Linked DNA regions of Pelodiscus sinensis: region 2 is linked to region 1. The links are chromatin contacts, called in public Hi-C maps. All regions are on one chromosome and are shown on one strand. Each heading gives the region's core, a stretch centred on a gene start, on an enhancer-like site or on the middle of the called end of the contact. The rest is flanking DNA. Distances are from core to core; before and after follow the strand shown.

Evidence for each region. A called contact is a pair of places that touch in the nucleus more often than the background predicts.
Region 2: a contact with region 1 is called in a Hi-C map of blood, with 3 times the contacts expected there. The contact joins the promoter of SSBP2 here to the promoter of ATG10 in region 1. A contact is called at or near these places in 2 of 5 Hi-C or Micro-C datasets (blood and an unstated tissue).

Annotation. Positions count from the first base shown.
Region 1 is chr6:80,134,608-80,139,803 of ASM4963464v1, reverse strand. ATG10 (autophagy related 10) reads left to right here and starts at 2,722. Exons shown (of 8, transcript XM_075932200.1): 1 at 2,722-3,035.
Region 2 is chr6:80,269,539-80,274,734 of ASM4963464v1, reverse strand. It overlaps SSBP2 (single stranded DNA binding protein 2), which reads right to left and starts at 2,530. Exons shown (of 17, transcript XM_075932203.1): 1 at 2,293-2,530.

The DNA of each region.
Region 1 (5,196 bases), core at 1,473-3,972:
GCGCTTTTCCGGAAAAGAGCCCCAATCGCCATTTTCGCGATCGGGGCTTTTTTCCGGAAAAGACTACTGGGCTGTCTACACTGGCCCTTTTCCGGAACAGTGTTCCGGAATAAGGACTTATGCCCGAGCGGGAGCAGAATAGTTTTTCCGGAATAGCGGCTGATTTTGTACAGTAGAGCATCGTTGCTTTTCCGGAAATTCAAGGGCCAATGTAGACAGCTCACAGCTTATTCCGGAAAAGCGGCTGATTTTCCGGAATAAGTGGCCCAGTGTAGACACAGCCTTGAAGTCTAGTTCTAGCTCTGATGCTGTTTTGCTGGGGTGACCTATGCAAGAAACTTAAACCTAAAAATGGTTTTTTTAAATCAAAAGTGGTCTCTAGAGTCCTGATTCTGCATAGTCAGAGTCAGTGGGAGCTTTGTCATTTACTTCAGTGAGCACAGGATCAAACCCTAACTTGGGATGCCAAACTCCTGAAACCCAAGACAAAAATTCTTTATATCCGACTACTGCTGACTTCATTTGGAGATGTGGAGAAGTACTTCTGAAAATCAAGAGTATCCAATACTGAGGAATTCAGCATTTGTGGCCATTTTTGAAAATATGGACTTCAGTCTCTTTCTGTCTCTTACTCAGTAAAACTGAGATAATACTGTCATTAGCTTACAGAGGTGTTGTCAGGACTTAATGTGCATGTTGAATATGTAGTACTATATAATTAAAAACACTAAATGATTTATTTTCTATCCTCCCTGAAGGCTCAATACCTTACTCATGGGCAGTATGTCACCTTTCTTGTCATGTAAATGAAGATGGGGTAAATACAGTTGAATCTCTCTGGTCTGGCACCCTGGGGACCTGATACTGTGGAATCAGGGAATTTGCTGAACCACAGGAGGTCAATATTGTGCTGCGTGGGGTGAGGGGGGAAGGAAGAGGGGAGGAGGCACCCTTGCCTTGTCCTTGCTCATGAGAAGCCACCAACCGGCCAGGTAGCACAGCCCTGACCCTTCATCCCACCCCACGAGGAGCCACCAAACAGAGAAGCCTCCCACCGCCAGGAGTCACCAGGGAAATGCAGCTCCAGTAACTTGGGAGGAACCACCATTGCCACCACTGGCAGCCCTAGTAAGCCCTGGCCTGAGCCCCTCACATCTCCCACTCCCTGCCCTGACTCTTGAAGTCTCAACTACTGCCCTGATTCCTGCACCACTACCCCACCTGCTGCCCACTGCCCGGAAGGATGTGAGCAACAGCAAGTAAATCTTTATTCACAGAAGTGTTGTGGGAACTGACAGAGGATTCAGTTTCAAGGGCTGCAGGGCACTTTTAAAAAAAATAACTCCTCACACAGAAAAAATAATTACCACGGCTCACATCTTCTGTGCTTTGCTCACATGGGACAAGGCAGGAGTCACAGGTCTGAGCTCTCTGAAGCTGCTGGTGGCAGATGTGACTCTATTGAGCCTCCATTCTGAAGCGCGGCATCGGGGCTTAGGCCGAGGGAAGGCAGAGCCTGTGGGGCCACGTTTCTTCATGAAGCGCAACTTCCGCCCGCCCCAGCACCAAGCTCACCTCAGGACTGCCACCAACAGAGAAGTGCGTTCCGTGCCCGCCCTCCACCTCCCATGTGAGCCGCGCGCAAGAGTGTTCACTGATTGCACTGCACGCTGGGTGGGGCCGGAAAGGAGTTTGGTTGGGCCTCGGGCCAGGCAATCCCGCAGTTCGGCATGTCCCGTGCCAAGGAGAAGGTGGGCCTAGGGCTGCCCAACTGGCGTGCAAAGGCTGGAGCTGTTGCTCCCTCCTGCTAATGCCTACGCTCTCTCTCCCCGCCCAGTGGGTAATCGTTTTGAAGGGGACAGGGCTTTTCCATTCACACGGCCCCGGGGTCCATTCTCACGAACGCCTCCTGCCACCAATAGGGGTTTGTACCCCGCCCAAACCTGCCCACGCAGAAAAGCTGTCAGGTGACGATTGCGCTCGATGACTTGCGGCTCATAAAGGCTGTGAGTGCACCTGGCTTCCATGCAGTCCCTCCCTGCCCTTGGCTAGGTAACGTGCTGGGCCATCACCCTGTGGAGCGGGGAGAGGTGGAGCTTGCTGCGTGTCCCACCTGAGACTAGCAGGAGGAGGGGAGGCGAGGCGCGATATGTGGCTGTGTAGAGCAGTGCGCTGCTCCCTCCCTTCCCCAACCGCGAGGACACTGACACCCGTTTCTCCGTGTGTGTGTTTCCCCTGCGGCGTGCCTGCTTTTCTACCATGTGTAATTTGCCTCTGGTGGGCGAAGGGCTCATCTCCCTTTCCTTTTCCTTTGTATTCTTCCTAGCCAGATGTCTAGCTCCTAGAGTTGCCAGGTGTCCAGTTTTGAACCAGACAGTCCAGTATTTGAGCTTCCTGTTCAGGAAACAAATTGAGAAAATAGAAATGCCCGGTATTTTCTCAATAAGAAGTAATGTAGATTGTGATGTAATGTCAAGTGTGTCCGGTGTTTTTGTTGAGACCATCCGGCAACCCTACAGTGGCGCCTTCCCTTTCTTCTTCCGCTCTAGGGATTCCCTAACAGCTTTAAATGTCCTGTCCCGGTGTCCCTATGAAGCAGGGAAATGTCCCGGGCAGCCCATTCGGATCGGACTATTACTGGCACCGCCATTTCCCTCCCTTGCTCAGACACGCAGCGCCAGGCTGGGCAGCAACACCCCGCCTCTGCCCAGTGCATCACCGCTCCCTTGGGGCTTTGCACGGGCAGGCCGAGCGGCTTCCGCTGGCGCGCAGGTTCCAGGGCTCCCGTGCAGCGTGCGCCGCCCTCCGGCAAGCCCCCGCCACCACGTGGACCCTTCCCTCCCGCTGCGGGACGGCCTCAGCCGTGCGTGGCCACGCCGCCGCCTCCCTCCGCCCGCTTCTTCTTTGCACGGCGGCCGCCATCGCTGCCGGAGGGGGAGGGGTGCTGGCCGGAGGATAAACCCGGCGAGCTGCTCCTTGGAACTGCCCCGGCAGCAGGGGCCGCGCAGAGCCCGCTTGGAGCGCTGCAGAGCGGGGTACGTTCGGGCTCTGCCGGTGTGAGATGTTCACCGCCCTTCCCCCCGCCGCTTCCCACCCTGCTGGGGGAGTGGCAATGCACAGACCCGCCCGCGCTCCGCAAGCCGGGTCTGGCAGGGTGGGGGCTTTCTTCACACCCCCTTCAACCGCCCCCCCCCGCCCTCCTCATAATGGGAAGCCAAAGCAGGTGCTCCAGCCTTGTGGTTGTGTGGGCTGCTTGCAGCAGGGCTGAGCTTCCTCTCCCTCCTCCTCCCCCCCACCCTGCTGAGCGAATGGCAGCACGCTGTCCGGAAGCTTTCCCCACTGACAGGTGGTATGAAGCCAGGTAAGCGTCCCCCCCCTCTTGCCCAGACTCCCACACCTCACTCGTGCTCACTCACTGCCCTCCCACCCCCTCCAAGACTCCCTACCCCCAGCTGATGCTGACACCCTCTGTTGTTCCTGCATCCTCCCGCCTGGCCAAACACCTATCCCCACCCTGCCCCTTTGTCCACAATTGATCCTGCACCCTTCTTCCTGGCCACACACTGCACCCTCCCTTGTTCCTGCCCCCTTTGCCTGGCCAGACACCCTACCCAGACCTCACAACCTCTCCCACTCCTGTACCACACCATCCTCCCAGATCCTGCACCCCATCTCTGTCACACTTGGCAGCCCTGTCCTACATGCTGAACCCTAATTTTTGTCCCTACCCCAGAGTGTAAAGGGGCCTATAAAAGCCACTAAGTCTGGAACCCCAGAAAAGTGGATCTGGCCTATGGGAAGCCCAGAACCTCAGTCCTCCATGTCCCTTCCACTCATCCATGGGGCTGGAGCACCAGAGGGGTGAGTTGTTGAGCGAGGGGGCCACTTCAGTGCACGTTGGAGGATTTAGGAGGTGTTTTTTTGCTTTTCGCTTTTGTGACCCCCCAGCTGATTTTTCTGTGTGTCAGTGGCACCTGACTCAAAAAAGATTGCCTACCCCTACCATAAGTAAGAAGATATTGAACATAAATTAATATTTTACTTTATTTAAAACGAAGTTTGATAAACAAACATGAGAAAGTTAAACCGCCTAATCTGTTTAATAATTTAAATTAAACCGTTCTCCCTAGCTGCAGCGCTAGCAAAATGACTCAAGCATAATTGTGTAATTAGCGGTGAGTTTCCATTACCAATTGATGGTTTGCAGAAAGGTTTACACTGAGTCAAGGGCCCAAAAGTTTGAGAACCACTGAAATAGAGGTAACTCCTGTCTCCCCTTTGCCCCTCACCCTCAAGAGACTGCTGCAGACTCCTTGCTGCTCCACAAGAACCCACAGAGAGATCAGGTCTGTTAGCACAGTGAAATCACCATCACTCCTGTGTGGGTGATGGACAGACACTTTGTGAGTCTTACTCATCCAAGCAGTTGATGATTTAAACAACCTCTTAAGATGTCTTGTGAAAACACTTGGACTATGTCTACTCTTGTGGCTTCTTGTGCGAGAAATAAGCAAATGAGGCTAAGTGAATATCTCAGAGCCTCATTTGTATATGTAATGAGCTGCCATTTTTGCAGAAGAGGCTCTTGCGCCAGAAGGAGCTGTCTACACTGCCCCTTCTGGCGCAAGAAAAACCCTCTTGCGCAATGCCGTTATTCCTGAAAATAATCAGCATAGCGGCATTGGGCAGTGTAGACAACTCCTTCTGGCACAAGAGCCTCTTCTGCAAAAATGGCAGCTCATTAGGTATGCAAATGAGGCTCGGGGATATTCCATGCTTAGCTTCATTTGCATATTTCTTGCGCAAGAAGCTGTGAGTGTAGACATAGCCTTGGTGCATCCACAGAGAGGCAGGATGTATCCTGTCTCTACAGAGCGTGTTGTTATGATTTGTGTGTCTGAGTAAACAAGCCCTTTCTGAGCTCTGAAGAGGTGAGATGTTTTGACTTCCAGTTTCAGGGGATTTATTCTCTTTGGGCTGCACGTTATCTAGACCTGAAATGAGTTAATTGTGACAACACATTTCTGAGTTATTCTGATACCCAAAGTGAAACCTGTGCTAAAGACCCCACATCCAATGAAAGAAAGCACTGCTGTCAAAAGAAGTAAATTCAAAGTCTCTCCAATCTCCTTCAAAGGTCACCTGTACCAAGCAGTGGGGCTTTTACTGATTGGTCCCTTATATTTTTGAAGGGTG
Region 2 (5,196 bases), core at 1,281-3,780, 140 kb before region 1:
TCCCCTTGTAGGTTCAACAGAAAAATAATATTAGTTGGATTTTAATGTTTTGCAAAGTGGATGACACACAGTAGTAAGTACCAGGCACAAAACAGCTGAAATTTTACAATTTTTCTATACACAAAGAAAGCAATGTTTGTCCTGATAATTTAACTTTAAAAAAATATTTTTGTAAGAGAACCAACAGTTAACTAGTCTCTTTAAGTTCTGTCTCCAACCCGCACTCCAGCAATTAGCATTTATTTTCAATAATTTCCTGTGCCTTTGTACAATTCCCTATTACAAAAGTTATACATATAGTTCCCAAAAGTCATACAATAACAGTGCTTAAAATCTCTTCAAGCATCTTCCTCTCCTTGTGTCTTTCAGAAAAGATGCCTGGTCTGCTACTGCTCTAGGAAGTGTGTTTATGCCAGCCTCTGGAATTAGGAAGTGCTACTCCTCTTTAAAATGCTTGCAACAAGGAAAACTTTTAGGTGAAGGTTCAAGACAAACTGCCTGAAGAAAAACTCAGCAGTCATGCCTGGACTATCCATTTTCATGTGAAATGCAATTCTGTATGGTGGGAGGGGGGGGATGCAATGTCATTAGTGCACAAGATATATACAAATAATTTTTCTTAATGGAGGTCCTCTAACCCCCCTCAACAGCTTTATCCTGAGCTTTCACAGGCTGCAACAAACAGACTGAATGGTCCTGGTCAGAAGAACTGAAGCCAACTACTATACACTTCCTTCTCCCCCTCAGCTGCACTTAGCAGCTTAGCCCATAACGCAAGGGGCTCTTCCTCCTCCTTCTGAGTAAACACCTCCTGTCTGTGCTTCACCAATCTCAATAATGCAAGAACAGCAAACTTAAAGGGACACCATCAACTTGAAAGTCAAATTTCTGTCTCAGCATGCTGTACCTACTACAATTGCAAGTAATATCTAACAATACCATTACTGAAGGAGGCTACCCAAATCACTTTATTTCTCCATATTTTTCCAGTTTATTTATTTTGTGCATTTGGTTATGCTATAAATAGTTAGTTTCACTGTTTCCCCTGTACACTTAGTTTCTTCCTCTCTGAAAAGATATTTGTAAACATAAACAAGTGAACAGAAGCATAGCTGTACCATTTATTTTAAAGAATGTTTTTTTAAAAGATCAAGATATGATATTTAAAGGCGCATCTCAAAAAATTTAATATTAGTCAATTTAAGTTCTTGGTGCCCTTTAACATGTATTTTGGGAACACAGGGAAAGAGATGCCTCATTGCATAGAACAAGAGATCCTTCCTTCTCCATCTAAATTGTCACTAGCTGCACTGATGGCACCATCCCACCAGGTATCCAGAACTATGCAAAAGCCCCCACCAAAACCTTTTAAACATGTCCCTTTCTTCCTCAAACCAACAGGCCCTCCTACTATCTCTATTCCTTCAACACAACCTCCTTTTCCTCCTTCTCCTGAAACCGCAACATCTCCATTAATCCTTTTTCCCCACCCAAAACAATCCCAGTTTCACTTCTAAAGAACAATGAGCGCGCGCACACACACACATACACACACACACGCTCTTCCTCTCCACACACTGACTCTCTGTCCTGCTCTTATGCTAGGGAGGGATGTGGCTGGGAGACGGGATCAGGGCTCTGACTAGAAAGGACGGGGGAGACATTAGGTCCTGATAAAAAGTTGAGAGCTGCGAGTTACAGGCAGCACAGGGCTCTTCGGTTTCTACCTCTCCTGCCCCCGCGGGAGCCCCACAGCGGCTCAGCCCCCGGCAGCACAGGCTAGGCTCTTTGTTACCAAAGTTAGTCCAACTCTTCGCACCGGCACAGACCCCCTCGGGGCACGGGAGGGGGGGACCTGCCCCGGCCTGCCCCTCCCTGCCCTTCACCCTGCCCCTCCAAAGCCAGGGGCTCAGCCTTCGTCCGCGCTGCACCCCCGCCCCACAATGCGCGGGGCTCAGCCAGCACCTGCCTTTCACCCCGCCACGGGCGAGGGGGTTCAGGAGCTTCCTGTCCCACCGCCCCGCCAAGCGCGGGCAACTCGGACACTCCTGTCTCCGCCACCCGCGGCTCACATACGCCCCGGCCCCGCTGCCCCCGAGGGGGTGGTGCACCCAACTGCTAACCCTCGGGTCCCGCGCACCCCAACCCTGGCGCCCCACTCCGGCTCCCGCCGGCTCCGACAGCGCGCGCGGCCCCTCTCCGGCGAGCAGGAAAGTTACTTTGGGCAGGGTCTGTGCGGGTGTGTGCGCCCCCCGCCCAGTCCGGCTGTGCGGTCCGGCGGGCTGTACTCACTTCTCCCTGGCCTGGCTGTCGGACGGGACGCTGCTGTTGCTCTTGCCTTTGCCGTACATGCCTGCAGAGAGCTCCGACTGTCACGCACCTGTCAACCCATCACAGCCTCCCCGGGAACAGCCCCGTCACCATGGAGACGCTGCCACACACACACCCCATTGGCCCGCTGCACGTTCCGGCACGCCTTCCACACAGTGACTGACAGGCAGACACCAGGACAGGCTGCTCTCTCCTCCTCCCCGCTTCCCCCACCCCTCGGCTCCTCCTCCCCCTCCCCTCTCGCGCTCTCCCTTCCCCGGCGCAAGGGGGAATTTGAAACGGTTCTAGAAGGATTTTAAACAACTGGCTGTTCTGTGCGCTCGGCACCCCCCCGCCGCCGCTGCCGGAGAGGGAGAACGCTGGGGAGAGAGGGAAAGTGCGGACTGGACTCCGCAGCCAGCGGCACCCGGCAGCTTCGGGCCCCTTCTCGCCCAGCCCGCGGCACGGGCCGCTTCAGGCCGCTCTGCCCCCGGCATGTGATCAGCCGGCGGCAGCCCGGGCTGCCCCGTCCCTTCGTCCACCCACAGACCGCGCCGCACCCCGGCCCTGATGCTCAGCGGGGGAGTGAGGCCCCGAGCCAGACTCAACCTCCCCCACATCCAGCCCCAGCAGAGCCAGTCTCAGACCCCCCCCCGCACACAGCGCGCCCCCAGCTAGCCTCGCCCCCCCCCCGCTGCTCGGCTCCCCCCACAGCCTGTCTCAGCGCCCCCCCCACTGCTCAGCCCCCCAGCTAGCCTCGCCCCCCATGCTGCTCAGCTCCCCCCAGATGAGCCCTCACTGCTCAGCCCCACTACAGCCAGTCTCAGCCCCCACAATGCTTAGCTCCCACACACGCAGTGCAGCCTCCCCCCCCAGGCTAGCCTCACTCCTCCCACTACCCAGCTCCCCCAGATCAGCCCCCCCACTTCTCAGGCTCCACTACAGCCAGTCTCAGCCCCCCCATTGCTCAGTCCCCCCCCCCCACAGCATAGCCCCGCCAGCTAGCTTCAGCCCCTCTGATGCTCAGCTCCCCCAGATCAGATCCCTACTGATCAGCCCTCACCACAGCCAGTCTCAGTCCCCTCCATTGTTCAGCCCCCTACACATAGTGCAGCCCCCCAGGCTAGCCTCAGTCCTGCTCCCCTGCTGCTCAGCTCCCCCAGATCAGCCCCCACTGCTCAGCCCCCACCACAGCCAGTCTCAGCCCTTCTACTGCTCAGCTCCACACACACACAGTGCAGACCCTCTGCTGCTCAGCTCCCCCAGATGAGGCCCCCTGTTGCTCAGCCCCCCTCACTGTACAGCCACCCCCCCCACACACACACACACACCTTTCCTGCCAGCCCCCAGCACAGGCTGGCTCAGCCTCCCTTCCTCCCACACTTCTCAGTGACTAGCACAACCAGCCTCACACACCCCCTTACTTCCCCCCACCCACTGCTCTGCCACCAGCATGACCAGCCTCAGACCCCTACCTCTTCCAAAACTTTTTTTTAAGCACTTTACTATTACAACTCTGGATAGTCTTCTTCTGGGATCTGGTTCATGATTTTTCATATTTGGCGTTGGCAATACTATATGGCAATACTGTATTACCTAATGGAGGGTGTTTGATAGATATGAACAACAGTCTAGCCCTGGTCTGCCTGTGGAGAGCAGCAGCAACTGTAACCCCCCTCTTCCAATTATACAAAGAAAAGAGTCTCAACACACAATTTCTTGTGAACCAAAACTGAAGGATTTAGAACAGTTTTGGTAATCCCCCATATAAATAATATTAAGAGATATTATGTACTTTTTAAAGTATAGCAGTGACATCATTTTAAAAGGAAAATGTGATTATTATTATTATTATTGTCTTATGGTAGACCCAGAATTTTCAGTCAGAATCGGGGCCCCATTGTGATTAATAACACAAGCAGTCATACCGGGTTTCACTGTGGTTGTTGCCAGATGCTTTACAGGAATTGAACAGAACAGGGCAATTTATCAAATGATCCATCCCCTTTCATTCAGTCCAGCCACTAACAGCCAGAGGTTTAGGAGCACCCAGAATGTGGGGTAGGTTGTGTTTTTGACCTTCATGGTTAATAGCCATTGATAGATTTATCCTCCATGAACTTAATTCTTTTTTTAACCCAGTTATATTTTTGTTCTTCACAACACCCCTGGCAACCATGGCTAGAAGTTGGGGTGCTAATGCACCCCTTGGCTTGGTTTCTATGATATGCAGGATTTACTGTTTGAGTCAGTGACTCTCAGCACCTCCACTGTACCAATTCTTCCAAAACTCCTGCTGGCAACAAGTTCCACAGATAGACTGTGTGTTATGAGAAGAAGTACTTCCTGCTGTTCAATTTAATCCTGCTGCCTATTAATTTCATTGAGTGCCCCCTAGTTCTTGGTTATGTAAAGGGGTAAATAACACTTATTAACTATCTCCACACCATTCGTGATTTTATAGTCGCATATTGTATCCTTCCCACTCCCATTGTATCTTTTCCAAGCTGAACAGTCCCAGTCTTTTTAATCTCATCCTATGAACGCTGTTCCATACCCCTAATAATTTTTGTTGCTCTTATCTGTCCTTATCTGTCCTTTTCCCCACTCTCATACATGTTTGATTTTTTTTAATATGGGACAACCAGGTGGGCCCAACGTTTGGGCATAGCATACATTTATATAGTGTCATTATGATATTTTCTCTTATTATCCAGCTCTTTTCTAATTCTTCTGTTCTTAGCATTGTTAGCTTTTTTGACTGGTGCTGCATATTGAGCATATGTGTTCTGAGAACTATCCATAGTGACTCTAAAATATATTTCTTGGGTGGTAACTGCTAATTTAGACCCTCTCATTTTGCATGAATAGTTGGGATTATGTTTT